Regions from separate parts of the Xenopus laevis genome. Here region 2 is linked to region 1. The links are chromatin contacts, called in public Hi-C maps. All regions are on one chromosome and are shown on one strand. The core of a region is the stretch at or near the end of the contact, and the rest is flanking DNA. Distances in the headings are between cores, read along the strand shown. Region 1 holds the start of LOC108717735 (protein kinase C epsilon type). Region 2 overlaps LOC108717735 (protein kinase C epsilon type).

What was found. A called contact is a pair of places that touch in the nucleus more often than the background predicts.
Region 2: a contact with region 1 is called in a Hi-C map of the XL177 cell line, with 4 times the contacts expected there. The contact joins the enhancer-like site here to the promoter of LOC108717735 in region 1. A contact is called at or near these places in 2 of 4 Hi-C or Micro-C datasets (the XL177 cell line and the XTC cell line).

Annotation. Positions count from the first base shown.
Region 1 is chr5S:21,596,607-21,601,112 of Xenopus_laevis_v10.1, forward strand. It overlaps LOC108717735 (protein kinase C epsilon type), which reads left to right and starts at 2,793. Exons shown (of 15, transcript XM_041564283.1): 1 at 2,793-3,856. The coding sequence starts at 3,509.
Region 2 is chr5S:21,721,070-21,725,247 of Xenopus_laevis_v10.1, forward strand. All of the region lies in intron 3 of LOC108717735 (protein kinase C epsilon type), which reads left to right. Among protein-coding and RNA genes, the nearest start is that of epas1.S, 110 kb to the right of the region's middle. Within about 2 kb of position 1,917, at least 1 of the 7 cell types and tissues checked has an H3K27ac peak or open chromatin away from gene starts, as enhancers often do.

The DNA.
Region 1 (4,506 bases), core at 1,543-4,042:
GGAACTACTGGGGGAGCGGGGGGTGCGAGCAGACCAGGGCCCGCACCCCCCTCAGGGCCCCCGACAGCCATGCGCCACTGAAATGCGGGCCGTATGGAGGGGGGCGGGGGCCCGGCTGCGCGTCACGCCCTCCTCTAGTTACGTTACTGTTTGGCCTTGTATGGCCATGCTAATGGTAGGTGGTTGGGACACATGCTTAAGGGGCTTTACATGTGTAGCTCTTAAATGTTAAAATAATTAAATACCAACTATATATTTTCATGTAACATACAGTCATTTACATTACCTTCCATCAGGTGCCAATATAACACAAATTTGGATCTTTAATTGTACATCGCAAACACGGCATTACTGAGGAGACCTGCGCTCGGGAGGGGATTTAATAACAATGCCGGCTATTAGGCGTGATACTGGCTGTAAAATGTCAAAGACAGATCCCTGACAGGTCTCGCATAAATATTTGTCTAATAGCGACCATGAATGTGCTCAGAGAATTCTCATTTATGTGTTGATGCCAAGGTGAGCTGGCGTGTGTGCTTGGGTACAATGGCATCTGTGGCTGATGAAGCCAATATATTGTACAGTGCAGAGCCTCTTAAGGTAAAAACACCTCGTACTTGAGAACTCAAAGAACTGCTCTGTTGCCGTTAAAGGGGTCGGTCACCTTTCAATTCAGTTGTTTTCCGAGAGTTCACCAGAAATAAAGACTTTTCCTAATTATTTTCTATTTGTACAGTTTTTCTAATATTGAAGTGTAAAATTTCAGTTTTCACCTCCATATGTTTTTCTAAAGCAGCTCGGTGGGGGTCACTGATTCTGTAACTGATCTACATTGATCCGTTAGTTGTTACGTTTCTTATGTTTGTACCTGCTGAGCAGAATCCCTGATTTTCATTAAAGGCGAGTGTTAGAATTGATACAAGAGTTGCTGATATTCCCCCATGCGACTGCTGAGAAATGAATCAATTAAATGGAGCAACTTAATGGAGCAAATTGTAACGGTTGAGAATCTACTGGTAACTGTTGAAATTCAGCAGAAATTGTATAGTGGCCCTTTGCTCTGCAACACGTTGATCATTTGGTTCTCCTTGTCCAAAAAAGTCCCAGTGCCACCGCGTGTCTCATCCCCAGTGGAAGAGGGTGACATTGGGTTGTTAGGGGACGAATAAAACATTTTCTTCAGGAGAGTCTTGAACCACTTACTAATTGGCTGCCGTATTTATCATTTTGGGGAGACCTAACTCCCTAAATGCCTCAATATTCTCTACCTGCTCTCATGTGGATTATGCTAGTGTTCCCTCAAGCTGTCCGACATTTTTAAATGTTCTGCTTTGAGACACTTCCATCAGCTGGGGTCATTGATGCAGCGACATTAATGGGATTCTGTCATGATTTTTATGATGTCGTTTTTATTTCTAAATGACACTGTTCACACTGCAAATAATTCACTCTACGATATAAAATGTAATTTCTGAACCAACAAGGGTATTTTTTTTATTTATAATATTGGTGTGGAGGTGTCAAGTCCTTTTGCCTGGTCATGTGCTTTTAGAAAGAGCCAGTGCTGCACTATGGAACTGCTTTCTGACAGGCTATTGTTTCTCCTACTCAATGTAACTAAAGGAGTCGCAGTGGGACCTGGATTTTTACTATTGAGTGCTGTTCTTATATCTACCAGGGAACTGTTATCTGGTTACCTTCTCGTTGTTCTGCAGATGGGCTGCTGGGTGGGGGAGAGGGGGGTGATATCACTCCAACTTGCAGTGCAGCTAGGGTTGCCACCTTTTTTGGAAAAAAATACTGGCTTTCCTATATATTTATCTTTTTTCCCTATTAATAACATTGGGATCAACCGGCAAAATACCGGCCAGGTGGCAACCCTAAGTGCAGCAGTAAAGAGTGACAGAAGTTTATCAGAGCACAAGTCACATGACTGGGGGCAGCTGGGAAACTGACAATATGTGTAGCCCCATGACAGATTTCAAATTTAAATACAAAAAAAGCTGTTTGCTCTTTTAAGAAATGGATTTCAGAGCAATTTACATTCTAACCGGCAGGGAGGCAGTTTGGGGAGATTAGTCGCCCGAAGAAGAAGTGATTTGTCGATGGGCGAATAATCTCCCAAAATAACAGTGTGGGTCTCTGCCCTATGGGTCAGGGCACACAGGCAGATTCGGGGAGATTAGTTGTCCCAGCGACGAATCTCCTCTTCTTCGTGGGCAACTAATCTTCCCGTCGGCTAAAATATAAATCGCCGGCAGGATGGCACTCGAAGTGATTCATTCTCCGAAGTTTCCCTTCGGCCAACTAAGGAAAATGAATCGCTCCGAGTGCCATCCCGTCGGCGATTTACATTTTAGCCGGCGGGAAGGCAGGGTAGGCAGTTGGGGGAGATTAGTCGCCCTGAAGAAGAGAAGATCTGTCGCCGGGGTCTAATCTCCCCGAATCTGCCTGCGTGCCCTGACCCTAAAGCATAAACGAGTGGATTTAACAGACTTGTCTCGGCTGCAGGAGTGCTACATTGTTTCAAGAGTTAGAACCAGCAGTGCAGAAACACATATATCCTGCTTTTAAATGCAAATAAGTGTAATACTAGGACATATTTGCAGTTCACGTGTTCCTTAGACTGACACTGTCGTTATTTTTGGGGGTTACTCATCCTTTTAAAGGGAAGAACTGTCCCCCCTTGTGTTGCAAGTGGAAAAGCTCCGTGTCCCATGTGTAAGTGCGATCTGCTCGTGTGTCTTATCCTTCTCTCTCTCTCTCTCTCTCTCTCTGACGTCTTTTGTGCATTTCCTGCATGACAAGGAGAGGGGAGGAGAGCTGGGGTGTCGCTAATGAGCGGAGGAGGCAGTAGCAGCGGCGGTACGAGGCATCCAGCGGGGATCTACCCTGAACATCTGTTGCAGCAGCCCGAGTCGAGCGGTGCGGCCCCCGGGGCGTGTGTGCGGGAGGATCCTGGGCGCTGCTGCTGTTGTTGCTGCGGATGTGACCGATCGGACCGGCTGGGGGGGAGAAGCTTGTAGTGAGGGGGGTGCGGCTGCTCTTGAGCAGCATTTTGGCAGGAAAGCCCAGATTGCAGCAGCAGCAGCTCCTGCCCATGGATGAGCCCACACGGTAGGTAGGAGAGCAGAGCAGCCTGGCGGCGGGATTAGCGGTGGATTTGCACCCTCCCCCTCCTCTTATTTTGCCGTTACCAGCAGGAGCCCAATGAATTCAGCGGCTGCCGCAGCGCTGCGAGTGCAATAGGGGAGCGCATGGGCGCTAAATCCTAATATCCCCGCACTCTATAGGGACATGCAGAGGTGTCACTTGCACTGACTGAGCCGCATCTTGCCAACCACACGGCGCACCTATAGTTTTAGATGCTAATGCTCCTTTTTTTCTAGCCTTCCTCATCTTAATGCATAAGAATCGCCTACACTTGTCTGCCAGTCTGTGCCCTCATTGCCCACCCTAGTTACACCTCTGCTGGGAGCCACCCCACCCACAAGTACCTTGTCCCACCATGGTTGTGTTTAATGGCTTGCTGAAAATTCGGATTTGTGAGGCCACCAACCTGAAACCCACTGCTTGGTCCCTGAGACATGCCGTGGGCCCCCGACCCCAGACCTTCCTGCTGGACCCTTACATTGCTGTCAATGTGGACGACTCCAGGATAGGACAGACCTCCACCAAGCAAAAGACCAACAACCCCAGCTGGCACGATGACTTCTCTACGGACGTCTCCAACGGCAAGAAGATCGAGCTGGCGGTCTTCCACGATGCCCCCATAGGCTACGATGATTTTGTGGCCAACTGCACCATCCAATTTGAGGATCTACTGCAGAACGGGAGCCGACACTTCGAAGATTGGGTAAGACACTCACCTGAGATGCTTTACATATATCCATCTATAATGTCATTTGCTACACTCTATAGACCTGTTCTATAGCTGTTGCATGTAGTATTTCTATAGAGCAGTGATCCCCAACCAGTGGCTCGTGAGCAACATGTTGCTCTCCTACCCCTTGGATGTTGCTCCTAGTGGCCTCAAAGCAGGTGCTTATTTTTGAATTCCAGGCTTGTAGGCAAGTTTTGGTTAAATAAAACCAGATGTACTGCCAAATACATCCTTCTGTAGGCTGCCTATCCACAGAGGGGCTACCAAATAACAAATCACAGCTATTATTTGGCACCTCCAGGAACATTTTCGTCGTTGTGTTGCTCCCCCATCTCATTTTACATTTGAATGAGGCTCATGGGTAAAAATATGTTGGGGACCCCTGCTATAGAGTGTAGCATTTATAGAGCCTCGGGGCCCTGCAGCTGTTGGTTGATGCTCAAAGCAGCAGTTGGAGGGCCACAGGTAACAGGACATGTGAACATAAATAGGTTTGTTGAGTGAAATGGCATGTCTATCTGTATTATAAGGTTATGGCTCCATTAAAGAGACTTAATGACAGTGGTTAACAAATAAATGTGAAAATGGAATCCCTTCCCTGCAAATCTGGCACTTACCCCCTA
Region 2 (4,178 bases), core at 667-3,166, 120 kb after region 1:
CAGTGGTAAATGTAACAAAAGTCTACCCACGTCTCGTAACCCAAAGGAACTAAGCCGAGGTTTGTTTTCATAGAGCTGGGACAGGGGGCCTGGACAGTTGGATCTGCTTCTTCTATAGCTTTAAAGGGGTTGTTCACTTTTAAATAAACTTTCAGTATGGCGTAGAAAGAGACATTCTGAGACGATTCGCAATTGGTTTTCATTTTTTATTATTTGTGGTTTTTGAATTATTTAGCTTTTTATTCAGCAGCTCTCCAGTTTGTAATTTCAGCTGTCTGGTTGCTAGGATCTGAATTACCCTAGCAACCATGCACTGATTTGAACAAGAGACTGTAATATGAATAGGAGAGGCCCTAATAAAACAATAAATTTGTAGCATTACAGAGCATTTGTTTTTAACATGCGGTCAGTGACCCCCATTTGAAAGCTGGAAAGAATCAGAAGAGGAAGGTGAAGAATTCGTAAACTATAAAAAATAAATAATGAAAACCAATTTAAATGTTGCTTACAATAGGTCATTCTATAACATGCGAAAAGTTACCTTAAAGGTGAACCAACCCTTTAAGAAATCCTCCGGCCCCAGACGCTCTCTTGCCAAACTTGCCCACGCAGCGGGGAACATGGGATATGGCTGGGCAGGTTGGCTAGCAGGTGGTGGGAGGACCCATTAGGTGCTCATCAGGCTCTTCCAAAAACTTTTTGCAGGGGAGCTCGGCAAGTTCGTGATGTGCTGGCCGAAATAAACTCGAACCAAACCCACACCTGCCCAAACCGTGCCCGTCTGCACCCAGCTTCCGCCCTCCATATATATACCTGGATCTACCCACCCTGCCGATGATGTTACAAAAGGTGTGGGGCATGTATGCGCCTATAAAACAGGCAGGCAGTGTAAGGGTGGGTAGAGCAGGCTGAAGAGCTCAATCCTCCTGCAACCCACAAATGGCACAGTGAGGTCAATCTGCACATAACAACGGCAAGTCATTGCTACACCACTGTGTTTAAGTCTCCCGTTTGTGATTCTACCCCCTTTATTACTGCCAGGGCTGGGCCAAGCCAACTGGTGCCCTAGGCAACAAGGTCAGCTAACCCCGCCCCCCACTCATGCACACACGAAAGCACTCATGTGCCATAACAGAGGGGAGGGCAACGAAGAGAAGAGTAAGGGCAGGGGAGGAAGGTAGGGTACAGACATACCGCCCAACATTTTGGAAGTAAAAAGAGGGACAACATTTTTTTTTTTCGCATATAGCGCAGCGGAATTTTTTGAGCACGCCCCTTTTTGTGGCCACATCCCCTACTTACCTTGTTCGTTTTACAAAATTTGGCAGGTTATGAAAGTTTGAAAATATTTCTCCTAATCTAAACTATTTTTTTTTTGTGTCTCAAAATTGTTACAAAGTATCTTATTTGCACCTGTTAGGTGTTCTGTGCACAAAGCCAATTAAGTGAGAAACTTTGTTTCTTTTTCTGGCTGTAGAGAAAATAGGGACTTTCCAGTACAAATGAGGGACTGCGGGATGAGCTGTCAAAAGAGGGACTGTCCCTCCAAAAAAGGGACAGTTGGGAGGTATGTAAAGGGGAGAGGGAAGGAGGTAGAAGCGAACAACAGAGGAGGGAGGCGAGAGCTACAGAGAGGAGTGAATCCAGACTAGGGATAGGCAGAAGAATCTTGGAATAGTCACCTGCCCAGCGCCCCCACATCTAGGCTGGTGCCTCTTCTATCCCCCTAGTTCTGGCACTGATTCCTGCCTCTGTAAGAAACATTGCCATCATACCAATATCAGGGATATTTTGAGGCACCCCTATCCACTGGCGGGACACCGGGAAAAATCCCAGTGGGCCCCCGTCTCTTGGGGGCTCCGCCAGCCCAGATCCGCACCCTGGGCCTCTTCTTCTCTTCCTGTAGCCACCAGCCAGTTGCGGCAAAAACACAGTGCAAACGTTAGTGAGGTGGGGGGTGTAGGAGGGCGCTGAGGAAGCAGCCCCGGGCCCCCCCAGTCTGACCTTATCTAGGGGGCAGCCCCACATTTTGGGGTCTAAGCTTGGTAAGAGACTTTGGTGGTCCTGGGGGTGCTTGAGCTATCGCTAAATCAATGTGCATTGCTCCCCATTCATCGTCTCCTCTAAATGATTCCGCTTTTGCTGCACTTGCTACATCTGTATTGACTGTATTGTTCCGCACGCCCACGCACAAGCAGCACACGCATGTGATCTTATCCTGCACACGCATTCTTTCACCCTGGGCACGTGTCTATTCCTGCCTAATAGATCCTGCAATTCCTGCAGCATTCACAGCAAATACAAAACAGGAAAACATTCCTTGGCTGTTGTAGTCTGGCACCAACGGAAATCACAGCCGTCAGTAATGGGTTCAACAGATGAGCCGCTGACTGCAATTGTGTCCATACATTGTGCCTATGGGGGGTTATTCTAAGAACTACTAGATGAATGTATTATTCTTTTCTATTGTAACGAAGAAACCATAGCCAGGGTTAGACACAAACACAGGAAGAATACAAGCCTTAAGCAGGACAGATGTGGCCTTCCAAGAAGTTTTTCGGGGCCCAATCAGCCTAAAATTACTCTGTTTTGTAGGTGGAGGGCACTGAATTAATGCTTTCACCCATGTAGAACATGGGCTCATTTTGTGTTGCCTTTGTGTAGGTATTTATCACTCACAATTTCTCTTTGGAGAAAGATCTGCCTGTTTAGTGCTTTCACCAAATGAATTAATCTTTATATGTATAGCCAGTCTGATCCTTCCAGTTGTGGTTCTTCACAACAATGGGAATGGATAGGATCTGGATATGTATTAGGCCTGAAAGTATAGATTAAGTATAGTGTTTGTTGTCATTGATAAATCAGCGGATACGGTTTTCCCACATACCTGGACCAGATGATATCCATAGTACAGGTATAGTAAGGAGAGATGGTGTCTATAGTAACAGTGGGGATAATAGTCTCTGGGAAGGGAGTGTGACTGTGGGATAACAGGTATAGTAGGGAGAGATGGTGCCTATAGTAACAGTGGATAATAGTCTCTGGGAAGGGAGTGTGACTGTGGGATAGCAGGTATAGTAGGGAGAGATGGTGCCTATAGTAACAGTGGGATAATAGTCTCTGGGAAGGGAGTGTGACTGTGGGATAGAAGGTATAGTAGGGAGAGATGGTGCCTATAGTAACAGTGGGATAATAGTCTCTGGGAAGGGAGTGTGACTGTGGGATTGCAGGTATAGTAGGGAGAGATGGTGCCTATAGTAATAGTAACAGTGGGATAATAGTCTCTGGGAAGGGAGTGTGACTGTGGGATAGCAGGTATAGTAGGGAGAGATGGTGCCTATAGTAATAGTAACAGTGGGATAATAGTCTCTGGGAAGGGAGTGTGACTGTGGGATAGCAGGTATAGTAGGGAGAGATGGTGCCTATAGTAGCAGTGGGATAATAGTCTCTGGGAAGGGAGTGTGACTGTGAGATAGCAGGTATAGTAGGGAGAGATGGTGCCTATTGTAACAGTGGGATAATATTCTCTGGGAAGGGAGTGTGACTGTGGGATAGCAGGTATAGTAGTGAGAGATGGTGCCTATAGTAACAGTGGGATAATAGTCTCTGGGAAGGGAGTGTGACTGTGGGATAGCAGGTATAGTAGGGAGAGATGGTGCCTATAGTAACAGTGGATAATAGTCTCTGGGAAGGGAGTGTGACTGTGGCATAGCAGGTATAGTAGGGAGAGATGGTGCCTATAGTAACAGTGGGATAATAGTCTCTGGGAAGGGAGTGTGACTGTGGGATAGCAGGTATAGTAGGGAGAGATGGTGCATATAGTAACAGTGGGATAACTATCCTGTGTGTAGATCAATATAGTTTGTGCAGAGCAGTATACAGATCATTGCTATACAGGGTTTGTGCTGGTGTTGAGCTGGAATGAGGAAGTGGGAAGCTCCTATGGCGGCTGCTTTCAGCAATATAAAGTATTTGTTAGTGCCTTGGCAAAGGAAATAATGTGCCACCCACAGATGGCAGTTGCATATAATGGCAGAGACTATTTGATTTTGCTCTCCCTGGGCCCAGGGGCCAATAAGCAGTGAGTGGAGGCAGTGTTCCCTCACGTTTCAGACAATGACTCATTAGGCGGCTCTAAGTGCTTCTTATAAATATCAGAGGAACATTTATAACGCAAC